Linked DNA regions of Mus musculus: region 1 is linked to region 2. Evidence: chromatin contacts called from public HiChIP or PLAC-seq data. All regions are on one chromosome and are shown on one strand. Each heading gives the region's core, a stretch centred on a gene start, on an enhancer-like site or on the middle of the called end of the contact. The rest is flanking DNA. Distances are from core to core; before and after follow the strand shown.

Region 1 (3,691 bases), core at 936-3,435, 380 kb after region 2:
TATGCCTGCTCTAGCCTATTTTAGCTCCTGAATAAAGACATAGAAACCTGGTATTTTTATTTTCAAACTGGGGAGGTTCTGAACTATTCTAACCCTGCTAGGCTGTTAATATCCAGCAGAATGGCTTGTGTTTGCCATCTGAGTCTTGCCTTGGCTCTCTCTCCCATCACATCCTCATGGTGAATCCTCCTGTTCTCCCTACAGTGGTTTTTCTCCGGGTTCTGAAGCCCTGCCTTATTCCCTTCTGCCCACCTAATTGGCTGATGAGCTCTTCACTAATCAGAGATGATGGAAATCAATTTTTACATAACTTTGAGACCAGAGATGCTTGACCCATGTCATCCTCTACTGTAACAGCGTCCAAAACCAGCCCCCCAACACAGTCCTTTAGCCTTTCACACATTCACTCTTCTGTCATCTTCATTTCCAGCATTCCACTGTCTCTAATCAATACCTTCTCAATCATTTTTATGATATCATACACCCCAACTCATCAGTCCTTTAACCTCCTTAAGAATCTACAATTCCTTTTTTTTTAAAAATCCAATCACTTTCTATTCTCCTTATGCCCCTCATGTTATCATTTTTTTCTTACACTCTTCTTTATCCAACTGCCTCAAGACCCTTAGACTTAAATCTCTTTAATATATTGACTAATTTAATCAGACCCTCCTAATCTTCCCATAATTTGCTTTTGCCACAGTGTCCCCCCCAGCTCAGTAAACTGTGTTTGGTTTTATACCCCCGGTCAAGGGACTGAGGTGCATATTTTACAAACCAACGCTGACCTGGCCTCCAGGTTCTCCAAGCATCCTTCAGTCCCTACCTGGCACACCCTGCCCCCAGACTTGAATTTTCCACCCCAGGGGCTGAACTGCCCTTCCCCAGAGGCTCCTCCCCATATATTCCAGGCACTTTGCTCTTCCTGCTCAAACTCAAGCTCTCTCTCTTCTCCCTTCCAATCTCCCCTCCTCTTCCTCCCTCCCCTCCCCCACCTCTCCATTTGCTGTCTCTGTCTCTCCTTCACTTCTTTGTGTGTGTGTGTGTGTGTGTGTGTGTGTGTGTGTGTGTGTGTGTGTGTACACCCTTTCTTTCTCCTCTCCCCAGCCTCTCCCCAACCTCTTCCCATGACGACTTCCCTAGTCTCAGCCCTTGGTGCTACTGAACTGGCCCACGAGAAGTTTCCCAATAAACCTGCCTTTAATATAATCTAACCTGAATTGAATTGGCTCATTTCACTGGCAGCGAAATAACCCATCAAATTGCAACCTGTCTTTCCAGCTGCTTCGACAAAAACACTGGAATCCTCCTTTACCTCTTGCTCTTCCCACCCAATCTGTGCTCACACACTATTGCTTCTCCCTTCAAAGTAGACCTGCAATCAGCTGCTCCCCTGCCTCTCCCCTGCTGGTTCCCTGGTCCAGAACCCAACACCAGAACCAACATCAACAGACTGTGCTAGCGTCCTGCTGGGTCACTCTGGTTCTTGTGTTATTCTTCACAAGTTCCCCTCAATAGAACCTAACTCTCTACTCCATCCCTCCTGGTGCTTCTTAGCTCAATAAAAGCTAGAGTCATTAAAACGGTCCCTAAGCCTAACACTTCATGGTCTGTAATGGTCCGTAAGCCTAAGACTTGACCCCTCCTGATTGCTTGTCTGTCCTCACCTGCTACTTTCCTCCTAGACTTCAGCTTCATCCTCACCGACTCCCTTGTCATTCTTCATATACGATAAGTACACTCTTATCTCTGAAGTCTCCAGTTCCCCTCCCTAGATGGTCTTCCAGATATACACATCATCTGCTTTTCCCCTCACATCTTTTAGAGATGAACAAAATCATATGGTTGGAGACTTACACATTTGGGAAGCATTTTCATTTGAGTGGAAGCTGGAGCCAGGGTACTGCTGAGACTGTGCAAATACCGTGTGGTGTGGGGAAAGCTGATCACATAACAAGAGCCCTAGGTAAGAGCATTAGTGGCAGGGAACCCAACAGGAAGAGAAACAGGAATTGATAGAAGTTAGGAGAACTGGAAGAACCTAGCCTCACAGAATTCAAGGAAGGGGAGAGTTGCAAGAAATAAAAGATGTGTCAGCAAATTCTCCAGAAAAGTAATATATGAGTCTGGAGAGAAAGGAGGAAGTCGGCAGGGAGCATCTACTCTCACTGTAGCTGGAAAGCAAGGACTTGAGAAATGACAGGAAGAGGTGGAAGTGAAGTGGAAACTGAAACTGGAGACCATTTTCTCAGAAGCTGAGCTCAGCAGAGAACACACACCTGTCTTTCTCTAGGAGAGAGCACATGTTAGCAATGAGGGGCTGCAAACACACGTGAAGAAGGGGGTTGTTGGGGGATTGCTATCTTTTGTGATATCAGACTCAAAATACAAATTTGAGGGTCTTGATAAACAGTTTGGTGGACCCAAGTACGATTCTAGCACGTTGGGCAGTTCAAATCCACCTGCAACTTCAGATCCAGGGGAATCCAACACCATCTTCTGGATTCTGCAGGTACCGCACACATAGCATTCTCTCTCTCTCTCTCTCTCTCTCTCTCTCTCTCTCTCTCTCTCTCTCTGTGTCTGTCTGTCTGTCTCTGTCTCTCTCTTTTTCTCTCCCTCCCTCCCTTCCCTCTTCTCTCTCTCTCACCCACACATACGCAAATAAAAATAAATCTTAAAATACAAATTTAGAAGGTGGGCAAGATAGCTCAACAGATAAAGTCGTTTGTTGCCAAGCCTGAACACCTATGTTTGATCCCCAGGACCTCTCACAGTGGAAAGAGAGTACCAACTTCTGCAAGTTGTCCTCTGAACTCTACAAGCATGCTATGGCTTGCATACATGCACATACATACGTAGTAGATAAATACATACATACAAATAAGTAAACAAATAAACATTTTAAATACATATTTGAGTAAGTATAAACTAAGAGTTGAAGGTACAGGAAAAAACATATTTAGAAGAAGGAATAATTGATGTGGCTAAGTCCTGCAAAGAGGTTTCAATAAATGTCCAGCTAATACTAATGGTATGCTTGCTACCACATGATATCAAATGTTAGGGTACAAAAAGTAAAATCAACATAAAGTAGTGTGTGGCATAATGGATGTGGATGAGGTAAATACTACAACTATGGGTCTTGGGAATAAGATGGGAAGTTGAGGAATTTCATATATGATGGCCTCAATTTTCTCAGCAGACTGCAGTCAGCTGAGAGTGGAGAGGCTCTAAGGAACAGACTTACAGAAAATAGTTGAAGTTAAATATTCACAATAGGACTGTCCAGATGGCTCTTAGCAAAGACACTTGCTGCAAAGCCCAATATCCTGAGCTCCATCCATCCCCAGAACACACATGGTAGGAGAGAACTGACTCTTGAAAGTTGTCTTCTGACCTCCATATGTGTGTTATGAACATATGTATGATATGGGCATCACACACAAATAAATAAATACATACATATATACATACATATACACATACATACATAATAAACAAAATTTAAAATGATTTTAAAAGATTTACAGTAAGTAAGAGAGGGAAACAATAAAACCAAGAATAGTCCTATGTGCCTGAATGATATTAACTGCCACTAATTTGTAGAAGCTCCATTGTCCCCAAGTTTGTGTCCTTTAGCTAATGCTCTTCATTACAATATGGAACGATCTGTACAAGTCCTAGTACC
Region 2 (3,535 bases), core at 119-2,618:
CTTAGGTTCCCACAGGACTGGACCTGAAGTATTCCAGGTGCCACCTTCAGGCCTGGACTCTGCATGCAGGTCTCCCATCAGTCACTTTAGTCCTAAGGAAAATTGCATGGCTGTGGGCAGAGCTGGCTAGGAAGTGCAGCCCCATCATGATAGTGCCCTGAGCCACTAATCCACCCAGTAGCCTGTGCCTCTGAGCCTCCTTTCTTCAGTGACAGGCCCCCAAGTGAGTGTAGTTTCCAACTTCTTAGCAAGCAGCCAGATCAAAACACCCAGGAAGAATTCTTTGCCCCCAGAAGATTGCTGCTAAGAAAACCAGGAGTCCCTTCTGCAGGAATCCTGCAGGAATGCTAGGACCCCTCTGTGGAATTACAGTTCCGAATAGGATTAACTCAAAGTATAGATACTGAAGGAGAAAACTGAAGTAATAAGCTAACATTATAAAGTATCTCCCTGCCAATATATTTGCTTAAAAACTTGAAGTTACACAAAAGAGAATGCAGTGGAAGGGCCACTGTCACTGGGAAGTTCAAAGGAGAAGACTCTGCCTCTTCCAGCTACCCCTTAGGATTCTTTCCCATACCAAATGGAGCAGGGGAGGTTTAGAGAAGATGACCCTGGCTGATAGTTGCTTTTTAAGCCCTCTCTCTGCCTTTTATCAGGAGAAGCACACTTCTGCCAGGCAAGGTGACCATGGTTAACATCTGCCCCGGAAAATCATGTCTGGCCTATCTCAAGATACCTAAAAATATCTTTTCATCGGAAATGTCCCCAAAGAGCCAAACTTTCAGTTTCTGTTTCTGTAAATCACGTTTAATTGTTCCAAGTTTCTGGGACCTAAAAGAGTTTTGCAGGTTAAAGCTTGTGTAAAAATACAGTGTTATGGTTAGAAACTATATAAACTGTGAAGGATCTCTGACCAGAACCAGTTCCCCGTTGTGTGTTAGCCAGAACTGGTTCAACCCTATTATTCATGAACTTTTCTTCAAGTGGTGGGGAACAAAACTAAGTTCTTTATGGGCAGCAAATAATCAAACAGGAGTCAGGGAAGGCATAGTAACAGGAACATTGGGAGCCTCTGCCATCTTTGCTTCATCATTTCTGTAATTCTCTGATTGTAGGCAGGTTAATTAGTTTCTATGAGTTTCCAACTCTGTTAGGTAGCAGGAGTGATTGATAGTCAGAGGCATCTCACAAGATTCCTGTTAAGATCAAATGAGATAATGTTTATGAAAATCTCATTAGCAGGCACCTGTAATGTGAAATTCTTTACTGTTCTCTTCTTGTTGGGTGGATTACAGATCAGTATCCATGTCTAACACAGATGGTGAATGTAGAAGTTCAAAAAAGGAAGAAACAGGAAGGAAAAGTGGGAGGCTTATAGTAGTAGGTCTGTGGTGAATATTTGCTGAGTTAGAACAGTAGATAGATATAGCAGCTGCACTACAAGATGTTTTACAGGTACCAGATCGTGTAATTAGCTCTCAGAAGCAGGAAACATCTCCTTTGTTCAGGCAAGGTGAGTAAGCAGCACCAGTCTTCTGGAATTTATAAGTTGGACCAGTTTGTCACCCAACTGAGGAAGAGTGACAAGGGTGAGGAGTCCCTAGGATGTGAGCAGACAGGCCATTGAGAGAGGACAGTGGGTTCGGGATAGTTCCTGAAGTTAACATATGGGACAGTGGGTGCTCAGTCTTCCTAACGTCTGTGTCCCTCAGATTTCAGATTTCTGCCCTTTGGGGTGATCATCGTGATTCTAGTTACATTATTTCTCGGGGCCATCATTTGTTTCTGTGTGTGGACTAAGAAGAGGAAGCAGTTACGTAAGTAGAAGGCTCATGAACGGATGCTGTTGCTTGAGGTTTCAGGTGTAGTGGGTTGACCCTGTGTCTATAGACTATACTCTAAACACAGCATCTTCTTTTCCTGGGAGAGGTGTTGGGATATGTGTGAATACAGGTTGGGAAGGGCAACCAAAGTCTACAACCCCCTGTTCACACTATCTATGGTGGGCCGACTATATTTACAGCATGGTTCCCCAATATGTTGATTTATCTAAGGTGCTGGGTTTGGTCGGTGACTTCCTAGCTTGGTGGAGGATTTATATCATGGGTAATTGCTCTTGTGCTCTTTATGTATCTTGGCAAGAGCATTAACCTGCCTGTTTTCTAGAGCCATTTTAAAAATAGTGACCATTTTTGGTAGAGGTGTGAGTTGCAAAGTGGAATCCTGGGTAGGAAATCTTCTGAAGTTTTCTGAAGTTCTAGTATTTATTTTCTTCCTCACACAGAGTTCAGCCCTAAGGAACCTTTGACAATATATGAATATGTCAAGGACTCACGAGCCAGCAGGGATCAACAAGGATGCTCTAGGGCCTCTGGATCTCCCTCGGCTGTCCAGGAAGATGGGAGGGGACAAAGAGAATTGGACAGGCGTGTTTCTGAGGTGATGTTCAGCTCCCTTCTAGCTTTTCTTCTCCACCAGTTTCCTGGCTCTACCCAAAGAGGAAAAGGAGAAAAGAGAGAGAGCAGAGAAAATGGGAAATAGGCAGAAGGGGTCACATGGTGCTGTACTAGATCTGCCAAGGGGAGGAACTCAGTAGAAATCCATAGCAAAGGGCAGAGTGTGTCTACCACTGCCTTCCCTTATAGAAACCGTTCAGGGCCAGCTTTCCTTTGTGCATTATCCACAGCTGGTTCTACCCTATTATTTAAGAACTTTTTCAAAAAAAAAAAAAAGAAAGAAAGAAAAGAAAAGGAGTAGGAAAATGAGGGAGAGGATGGGGCAATATTAGAAGATATTTCTGGAGACAATTCACATTGGTTTAGACAGAAGAACAAAGCAACAATCTCCTGCTGACTTCTAGCTGCCAACAAGGGCCAGTGTTTCTCTGCTTTTCTGCTTCTTCTGGAGAGTTCAGCTACTGAACTCTCCTGGCCTTCCTGACCCCCATGAGAGCCTCACTTGGCACTATGTACGTGGGGGCATGCAAGATGCAATACTTCTATCTGTAATTCTCTGCTGAGCAGACATGAGGGGAGGGAAGAAGGAAGGGCCACGTGCTCTCTGACTTTGTTGGGGTCAGAGAACCCAGGTTCTCACTCTGCTCTGGAGTTAGATTGAGGGCAAGGGTAAGCCGACCATGAAGCCTGGATCTAGAGATGAGCCTTATGATGGCCACATCTTTAGAATAGTTGAACCCTCTGAATTTCAGTGCCCTAAAGAGGAAAGGTTCAGACCACAAGTCTGAAGAGAGCTCTGCCCACTGTCAGTGCTTATGCTGGCAACTTTCAACCAGAAGTCAGCAAAGGCAAGGAAGTTCTCTGTTACTAAAGTGAAGGAAGAGACAGGGAACCTGTCAGGTTGTTGGTTCCTGGGATGTTCCTTGCTGCAGGTCCACTGCCAAACATACTTCTCATCTACTCTCATTCTGGGCTGTTTGATAATGAAGTTCTCCCAGTTTCACACCCCTCTACTCATGGAGACCTCTTCTTTTGTGATATCTGTCAGTGCTCGGCCTGAGCCTAGACAGAAATTA

The links. HiChIP or PLAC-seq counts read pairs in DNA pulled down with a chosen protein or histone mark.
Region 1: an H3K27ac HiChIP or PLAC-seq map of microglia shows a contact between it and region 2, with 6 times the contacts expected there. The contact joins two enhancer-like sites. A contact is called at or near these places in 1 of 39 promoter capture datasets (hippocampal neurons), 1 of 484 Hi-C or Micro-C datasets (nephron progenitors), 1 of 115 datasets of contacts at active chromatin or transcription factors (microglia) and 3 of 9 other capture datasets (adipose tissue, embryonic stem cells and liver).

The regions. Positions count from the first base shown.
Region 1 is chr1:171,955,411-171,959,101 of GRCm38.p6, forward strand. No RefSeq gene overlaps it. Among named protein-coding and RNA genes, the nearest start is that of Gm37065, 38 kb to the left of the region's middle. Within about 2 kb of position 2,186, at least 29 of the 459 cell types and tissues checked have an H3K27ac peak or open chromatin away from gene starts, as enhancers often do. A contact at or near this core is called in microglia, where this site is marked.
Region 2 is chr1:171,575,528-171,579,062 of GRCm38.p6, forward strand. It overlaps Cd244a (CD244 molecule A), which reads left to right. Exons shown (of 9, transcript NM_018729.2): 4 at 1,716-1,820; 5 at 2,288-2,442. Among named protein-coding and RNA genes, the nearest start is that of Gm35200, 15 kb to the left of the region's middle. Within about 2 kb of position 1,369, at least 13 of the 459 cell types and tissues checked have an H3K27ac peak or open chromatin away from gene starts, as enhancers often do. A contact at or near this core is called in microglia, where this site is marked.